2 separate regions of the Mus musculus genome follow, and region 2 is linked to region 1. Evidence: chromatin contacts called from public promoter capture Hi-C data. All regions are on one chromosome and are shown on one strand. Each heading gives the region's core, a stretch centred on a gene start, on an enhancer-like site or on the middle of the called end of the contact. The rest is flanking DNA. Distances are from core to core; before and after follow the strand shown. Region 1 overlaps Rnf24 (ring finger protein 24). Region 2 has its middle 49 kb from the start of Rnf24.

Evidence for each region. Capture Hi-C pulls out chosen DNA fragments and counts their contacts.
Region 2: a promoter capture Hi-C map of adipose tissue shows a contact between it and region 1. The contact joins two enhancer-like sites. A contact is called at or near these places in 2 of 484 Hi-C or Micro-C datasets (bone marrow-derived macrophages and nephron progenitors), 5 of 115 datasets of contacts at active chromatin or transcription factors (embryonic stem cells, extraembryonic endoderm stem cells, intestinal villus epithelium and 1 more) and 4 of 9 other capture datasets (adipose tissue, embryonic stem cells, liver and 1 more).

The regions. Positions count from the first base shown.
Region 1 is chr2:131,324,769-131,329,112 of GRCm38.p6, reverse strand. The region is part of intron 1 of Rnf24 (ring finger protein 24); the gene reads left to right. Among named protein-coding and RNA genes, the nearest start is that of Gm30590, 26 kb to the left of the region's middle. Within about 2 kb of position 2,617, at least 28 of the 459 cell types and tissues checked have an H3K27ac peak or open chromatin away from gene starts, as enhancers often do. A contact at or near this core is called in adipose tissue, where this site is marked.
Region 2 is chr2:131,400,033-131,404,376 of GRCm38.p6, reverse strand. No RefSeq gene overlaps it. Among named protein-coding and RNA genes, the nearest start is that of Rnf24, 49 kb to the right of the region's middle. Within about 2 kb of position 2,071, at least 73 of the 459 cell types and tissues checked have an H3K27ac peak or open chromatin away from gene starts, as enhancers often do. A contact at or near this core is called in adipose tissue, where this site is marked.

The DNA.
Region 1 (4,344 bases), core at 1,368-3,867:
GCAGGCCTGTGGATCATTTTCTTGATTAATGATTGGATGTGGATGGGCCTAATCCCAAAGAGGGTGGGTCCACCCCTGGTCAGGTGGTCCTGGATGATATAAGGAAGTAGTCTGGACACTCCATGAGGAGCAAGTCAGTAAGCATGGTCTCTGCTTGAGTTCCTGCCTCCAAGTTCCTGCCCTGCTTGAGTTGCTGCCCTGACTTCCCTCAGTGATAGACTGTTACCTACAAGTATAAGGTGAAAGAAATCCTTTTCTTTTCAAGTTGATTTTGGCCATGTTATTTTATCCTAAAAATGGAAATAGAAACCCTAAGACAAATGGTGAGGAAATAGGCCCTGGGAAACCCTGTAGTTTTGTTAAGTAGTCATGCTGTTAGACTTCCTTCTAAATATTTATGTTTTCACCCATAGATTTGTGGTGCTTTCACCTTTGGTCAGAGAAGGTTTTTTTTTGGGGGGGGGTTGTTTTGGTTTTGGTTTTGTTTTGGAGTGGGTAGTGGTTAGTGCAGAGACTGCCCCAAGTGCTCAGTATAAATAACTGAGTCCTCAGCTGTGTATGGCTCATATACATACATGTCACCCCACCACTGTCCAGTGTTCAGAGGGCAGGAGGAATGAGAGCTGGTGGGTGGGGAAGAGAGCTGTGAGATGCTGGTCTCAGGGTATGGCATAATAAGCACTTGCTAACTCACAGCAACTGTTGTTACCCACACCTCATCAAGCCAAACAAACTCGTACTAAAGATTTTCTCTAGATATGTCTTTATATTCTACTAACTATGTAGATTTATATGAAATTAACTAAAAGTACCTTTTGTACTATAATGTAACAGTCTTACCGATTATTTTAAAACTGTGTTTATTTTGTGCCCTGCACCTGTATAAGAGCCAGGAGCTAATGAACCTTCAATGTAGACTAAGATGCAGCTCTAGAGAGATATGTACTGGTCCCATTGAATTTGAGAGTTGTTAAAAGATTGACATACACAGGTAATAAGAGTAGTTATTATTGACATAGTTGTTATTTGATTTCCTTTGTTGAGAAAGATGTACTGTGTTTTTGGGGACAAGATAGCTTTTCTAAGATTAATCAGATAATAGACCTAGAGTTTACTAGATTGAGAAGGAGGATGGCCACTCTCTTCTGCCTGCTTATTTTCAGTGCCCTTGTGTAAACTGACTGTGAAGTTCAACATGAGAGTCTTTCCTTTCTCTACAACTTGTGTTCTGTGCTGCCTGAGCATTGTAGTATGATAGTGTTGTTGTTGTTAGCAATTAACAATTTAAAGAATTCTGTACTTAGATGTGGTAGCACATGTGTTTAATATAAGTACTCAGTAGGCAGAGGAAAACAGATCGCTCTGACTTTGAGATTAGTCTCATCTACATATCTGAGTTCAGACTAGCCAGGTCTGAACATAAGGAGAATCTGTCTCAAAATTGATGGATGGATGCATGGATGGATAGATAATCGTTTTACAAATTCTGCACTTAGAGCCGTGTGTAAGAGTGCACACCTCAGCACTTGGGAAGCTGAGGTAGGGAGATTGAGAGTTTAAGGCCAGGGCTTATGTAGGGGCATCCTGTCTCAAAGAATAAACTAAGCAAACAAAATAGAACTTTGACCAAGCTAATTGTAAAACCATGCATTAAATAGAATCCAGTAATTAACAACTGATAGATTTGTAATATTATAGTATATGCACCGTGTACCTGAAACAGACCAGAAAATAGGAGATTACAAGTTTGAATCCCTCATCATTACCACAGTGAAGTTTCATAAAGGTCTGATGAGATTTTTAAATCTCTGAGTTCAAAGCTTGCCTGGTAGACAGAGCAAGTGCCAGGACGGCCAGAGCTACACAGAGGAACCCTGTCTTGAAAAACAAAACGATAATAACAAAATAATTAACCTGTGGAATATGGCAGAGTAAAGGACCATTAGAACAGCAAACATCCAGGCTTCCAGTTATGACACACAAATGGAAGACAGCAGCTCAGGCTTGGCTACTTGTGCAGGACCCGCCAGGGAGAGAACTGCTCACACACCCAGAGGGGTCAGTGACAGCAGAGACAGCACGACTGCAGAGGGATCCACGCCACCGTGTACAGAGCAGGGAGGCTCAAGACTATTAAAGCAGCCGCTTAGGTCTTTTTTATTGATTTATTTTTATTACATTGATATTTTCCTTACATGTATGTCTCCGCGAGGGTGTCAGGTATCCTGGAACTGAAGTTACAGTTGTGAGTGCCATGTGGGTACTGGGAATTGAACTCAGGTCCTCTGAAAGAGCAGTCAGTGCTTTTAACAGTTGAACCCTCTTTCCAACCCCAGATTTTTATTTTTATTTATTTAAGCAGGCTCTTACTGTATAGCCCAGGCTGCCTGAACTCAGACCCACCTGTCTCTGACTACAGAGTACTAGGACAACGTCTTAGGCCATCATAGCCAGCTCTGTTTAGAATTTAAGTGTCTTTAAAAACAAAGTACAAATAAAGTAATAAAGCCTTAAAGCACTCTGCTTTACATTGCCACTGCTATTTTACATCTACTTATTTATTTGTGTGTATGTGGAAGTCAGAGGACAACTTACAAGAGTCTGTTTTCTCTTTTCTACCTTGTGTATCTGAGGATCAAGCTCAGGCCGTCAGGCTTGGCAGCAAGCACTCTCACCCACAAGCCATCTCTCCAGCCCCCTGTAACGTTCCTTAATAAAAATAAGAGTCAAAATAATAAGGTGATGTATAAAGTCAAATGGGCAGATCCACACTGAGATAGAGATGGGACAGATAACTAGCATGTGGCGTTGCAGTAGCTCTAGGGTTCTGTCCTCCAGTTCTCTAAACAGTGTGGATGGTTAGGAGTGCAGAGGGGGAAGTTACACAAGTTGCTGCAGAGAAGTCTCTGCCAGCCGTTTGAGTCTGTGGCAAGGCTTTTTTCCCTTTCTTTTCCAGGTTTGGCACTTGAAGACAGAACACCCAGATATCCATCATTTGTTGGGTAGTGCTTGATTTTAAATACTGAAGATTGAACCTGTGGCCTTGCCAGCATTCTACCAGTAAACCATAGTCCCTGGTTCTTTTCTTCCTTTTTGTTTTTGAGACCCAGTCTCATTGCATTCCCCGGGCCAAGTTGGGTCTCACGGTGTCCTGCCCCAGACTCAAAAGTGCTGCGGTTGCAGGCCTGCATGACCAAGCTGGCCAGCCAGTTTCTTCAGTAGAAAGAATAAGTGATAAGAATGCCCTCAGACGAACTCAAACAATGTAGATAAGGTTCACTAGAGAAATGTTTATAAAACATTGCTTAGCTGTTTGCACTTGAGGCATAAAAGATTTTTTAACTGAGATCTTATTCCCTGATAGAATGGATATCTTTTTGCAGCAAGGAAGTAACACAGAAGATTGTAAAAGCCTGGAGTGCAAAGGGAGATCTTTGAAATCTTAGTGGCAGAGACTGGCGCATCTGGAAAGAAGTGTGACTTCAGTGCCACCAGGGACACCAGCAGGCTCTGGCTGAGCACCTCCAGTACACATCACCTCTGAAGGTGCCACATTCAGACTGGGCCTCAGATTTTCACACTTATTTCCTTAGGCAGCTCTCATGGGAGAAACAGAATAGCATATAATCTGAGGGAATTTGAGGTTAGAATAAAGGAAAATATTTCTTCTCTATGATAGAGGTGCTTTTTGGAGAACTTGGGTTTTTAGCATTCACTGGTAATGTTGCAGAAAAACATGTTTAGTCATACATGTGGAACCTCTACTCCATACCCAGCAGTTCCCAACGCTGTCTCCTTCAAGTCTTTTACTTGTCTCTAACGTGAAGATGGTTGATTTTAAATACTGGAGATTGACACCCTAGGGCCATCTGTCATCGCTGCTCATTGCTGGATTTTTTTTTTTTTACCTTAAAATGCTATATTTTGAAAGACACAGCATACTAATTTCAACATACAAAATAATATATACATTTCCCTGTTGTCTTAGTTAGGGTTTCTATTGCTGTGATAAATACCATGACCAAAAACAATGTGAGTAGGAAATTATTATTTCTTACAGCTTACAATCCATCAGGGCAGGAACTCAAGGGAGGAACCTGGAGGCAGGATACTGATGCCAAGGCCTGGGGTGGGGGAGTGCTGCTTACCAGCTAGCTCTTCATGGCTCACTCAACCTGCGCTCGCTCTCTCTCTCTCTCTCTCTCAGATTTATTTATTTATTTAATGTATATGGGTACGCTGTAGCTGTCTTCAGGTACACACCAGAAGAGGGTGTCAGATTCCATTACAGATGGCTGTGAGCCACCATGTGGTTGCTGGGATTGAACTCAGGACCTCTGGAAG
Region 2 (4,344 bases), core at 822-3,321, 76 kb before region 1:
AGTCACTGGCAGCCTGACTCTTCACTTCCTGAAAGTGTGGAGACCTGCTCTTCCACCCATTCTGCCTGAACAAAGGTTAGAGGTGGGGTGAGGAAGGAAGGCTATAGTGAAGATGTCACCCTGAATGGCAGGACTTCCCTTTGGCTTTCTGAAGCAAGGGATTGCTTGGGAAGTCCGAGTTAACTGGGTGACTATTTAATGTGTCTGTTTGGAAATCCCTCTATACCTACCTTAGGCGTCATAGTGGTGGTTATCTTTGCCCCACCCATTCTACATCTCTGACTCATCTCTTACTCTCCAGGAGTATCGGCAGCGTCCATTCTGGCCTTCATGTCTCCTCCCTCAGGCTCCTGTCCACTCCAGTCCTGAAGCAGTCCTTTCTGGCTGGGAGTATGGTTTTATGGCAGAGTGCTTGCCTGGCCTGTGCAAAGCACTGGCTGTGATCCCTGGCACTACCCAAAACACCGAGACAGAGTGGTATCCAAGTGTAGTCCCCAGATCTGTGGGAAGCTGAGGCAGGGGGATTGCTAACCTCAGTAGTTCAAGACCAGTCTGGGCAACATAGTGAGACTCTATCTCAAATAAATAAGTCATTCAAGATCAGCTTGGCAGACTAGATCTCACAGATCAGCTGTGGCTGCCTGTGACTTGGTTTTTATGTCACTTGGGAGCTAAGAATGGTTTTTACATTTTATTTTTAGGCAAAACAAGACTATGTGACACATATTTGCCAAAGCCTGCTATAAAGTCAGTATCAAATCTGGCTTAAGGGAATATCCTCCCTACATTCTATACCTCTCAGATACCTTAAGCCTGCACCCAGACTATCACCCTCCCTCCTTATGCCAATCAGTGACCTAACATTCCAGACATTACTCCAGATGATGTCCCTTCAGCTGAGCCTAAGCCTTCTCACCTTTCCCCGATCAGCCTATACAGCAGGAGCTGGCTGTCACATGCTCACACCAGATCATAGCTTGGTGACCAGTGAGTGACAGAGGGAAGGGCAAAGGAGGGAGACAGCATGAGCTACAGTCACCCAGTAGCTATATGGTCCCTGCTTCTAGTAGTGTCCTAGGTCCTTCCCTGCTTCAAAGGATCAGTAACAATTTCTATGCCATTGCTAACTTCCTTGACTGCCGTGACTACCTTCCAGGCTCTTCATCACCCCTACAACTGACTACGTGCACTTAATTGCCTCTGTTTAAATGGTTTCTGTTTTCCTGCCAGGACTCTGACTGACGTACTACTCTCCCCAGCATCCACACACTCAGAGTTTGCTCAGTGCTCTGTCTTTAACATTTGTACTCAACTAACATGTTTTTACTCATGACTTCCGAAGGTGGCTAGATATCTATGGTGTTCCTTCAAGGCCAAGGGTCAACAAACTACAATAAAACCTAGCTCACTGCCTATTTTGTTTAATGTTTTTCCTTTTTCTTTTTTCTTTTCTTTTGCCTTTGGAACACGGCCATACCTATTCATTTACATACTGTCTGGCTGCATTCTGTTTTAATTTTTCCTAGCAATGACTAGTAGCCATTTTTATTTCCTTGATTGTGAGTGTGTGTGTGTGTGTACACGTATGTATGTGTGTGTTCACATGCATGCACACATGTGTTGCAGATCAAACCCAGGGCATCCACATGCCATCCCTCTCCAGCTGCTTTCAAACCCAAACATGGTGGAAGGAGAGAACCAACTCCCACAAATTGTCCTCTGACCTTCACACCTTCACTGTAGAATGCGCTTAGTGAGTCATGCACACACACAGCTTTTTAATGTAATTAGAAAACCATTTTCTTAAATGTAGAATCTGAGGCTCCATTCCAGATACACCCAGTCAGTGTCTTCATGTTAACAAGAGTATTAGAAAAATGAGGTGTAGGTCTACTTGAGACGCGCTGGCTCAGGCATCAGAGAGCTGCCACCCACCTGGTTTTGGTGGCCCGTGGCCTTTGTTCATACTGTAAAAGCCCTGTAAAACACCAGAGCCCAGGCTGTTACCATTAGGGGAGGCTTTCAGCAGCTGTCCGCTAGTCCAGAGCCCTGGCAGGTCCTCAGCACAGGAGATAGCTCACTTCCTCCTCCTGGAGCTGCTGGGACAGCTCACAACAGAAACATCCGAGAGCTCTCTGCTGCCCTAAAATTCTTTCCAACGTGAGTAAAGATGTGTCTGTCCAGCTCAGGTTACTTTGGAATTGGTATTTACCTACCCATCCCCCAGGGCTTGTGGGTACCTGATACACTGGCCTAACGATAGAAATCAGGGAGGGGCAGCCATTGGAGAAAGAGTTGGGGGGAAGTTTAGCTGTTGCTTAGCTGTTGCTGCCCCTGTATCCTTGGTCCTTCTGGAAATGTTCCAGGCCACATCTGGAAATCACATCTGGAAGCCATGATGTTGCTGGACTTTTCAGAGCAGCAAAGAGGAAAGGGGTGGGGGCTGTGCTGACGTCAGTACAGACCACCCAGGAGCCTTAGCCAGAGCATTAAGCAGGAAGGCTAATTTTTCCACCATAATACTGTCCCCACTCCAACTCTGACAGAGCCAGCTACAGCCCAGCACCCAACCCTGCTGCCATATTGACCCTCTTCCACCCTAAGCTACAGGGACTCTGTTGAAGAAGACATATCCTGCCCTGTGGATCCTTCTTCTCTCCCTGACATCAGCTCTCCCCCCCAAAACCGATCCCTTCTCCTTTTTCATTCGTCCCTAGGTTCCTCCTTTGTGTAGCTAATGTCTCTTAAATTAAAAACCAAACTATAAACTCATGAAGAAATGTGTGGTCCGTAAGATTTACAAGATGCCTCCACACAGTACAAGCTTAGAATTCCTTCTGTTCTGCAGCAATCAACAAGCCTAAGAAAGAGCTAAACAATGAGCTTCCAGCCTGGAGCATCAGAGGCCTCAGGGCCCAACATCTCACCTGAACTGCCCAACTGCTGTGTTATCAGAGCCTCACATCTTCCCAGTAGTGGCTTCCAACTCACTGAGACCATCAGACAGATCTTTTGTCCAGCAGTCACTTGCTGACATCCCCAGCTCTGTTAATTGTTACAGGCCTTCAGGGATCCAGAGGCTTCAAATCCAGAGACCTGTTTTCTCCTATCCCTTAAAGCATCCCGCCACCCACCAACACCTACCAATCTTGGAATGGAGGCAAACCCCATCCCTCTCTAGTCACTACTAAGCAACTCCCAACCAGTCCTCCAATCTCTTGGACTCTTTAGTCTCCCTTCCACCGACTTCCCTTGAACCTTTGTGATAGTGACCACTTTTGCAAAAGTGACCAGTTATTCCCCTTCCTGTGTCCCCTCCCAGCATATGCCCTTTGCATTATGACTTTGTATTATCATCTCCCATTAGGGAACATCCTGGATCTAGACTCTTCCTGAGGGTTGTTTGGCTTGACAACTTGACAGAAATCTGTGTGAATTTTTACTTCCCTGGGGAATCTGTGCAGTCACTCCAAAAGTACGCCCTCAATAGCCTTCTAAGGGATGAAAAATCATGTTACTCAAGGACCCCACTGACCCAGGCAAGGATCAGCCAGATGACAACCATCTGAACCAGCCCCCAGCCAGCTGCCCATAGAGATGTGAGAGAGCTACTAAGATTGGATTACCAACCTAGACAGAGGAAGCACACAGAAGAGCCATACATCCATACATCCGTGAGATTAGATGAGTAGGGTTCTAAGCCAATAAATTCTGTAAGGCTAGGGAGGTAGACCAATTGGTTGTGTGCTTACTGCATGAGGACCTGCGTGCCTAAAATTGTGCAAATAGCTGGGTGTGGAGGCATATGCTTGTGATCACAGTACTGGGAGCTGGAGATAGACAGATGTCTGAGTCTTGCAAGCCAGCCATAGCCTGATCAGTGAGTCTGGCGTCCCAGATCCTCTATCAAAAAAACAAAGTAGGACCTGGAGTGGCACAGGCCTTTCCTCTCAGCACTCAGACGGCAGAGGCGGGTAGACCTCTGTGAGTTGAAGCCAGCCTGATCCACATAGCAAGTTCCAAGTCAGCCAAGGCTACACAGTGAAACTGTCTCAAATAAATAAATAAATAAATAAATAAATAAATAAATAAGCAAATAAAGTAAGTTATGTTTCTTAAGCACTGTAAGAAACATAAAGTATGAAATTTTCTATCATATACTATGAAACTTGTGTTTCGGACAAGGAATTCAAATCTTTTTATACCACCCCCACTTTGTAAGATTGATGCAAATGTTTTAATCACCACCCAGTAAGACCTTTGTTTACAAAATGGTTCTCTGATGTCTTCCTTGAATTTGATGGCCAAGAGCAATGACTTCTTTCTCCTTGGCAGAGTGACCCT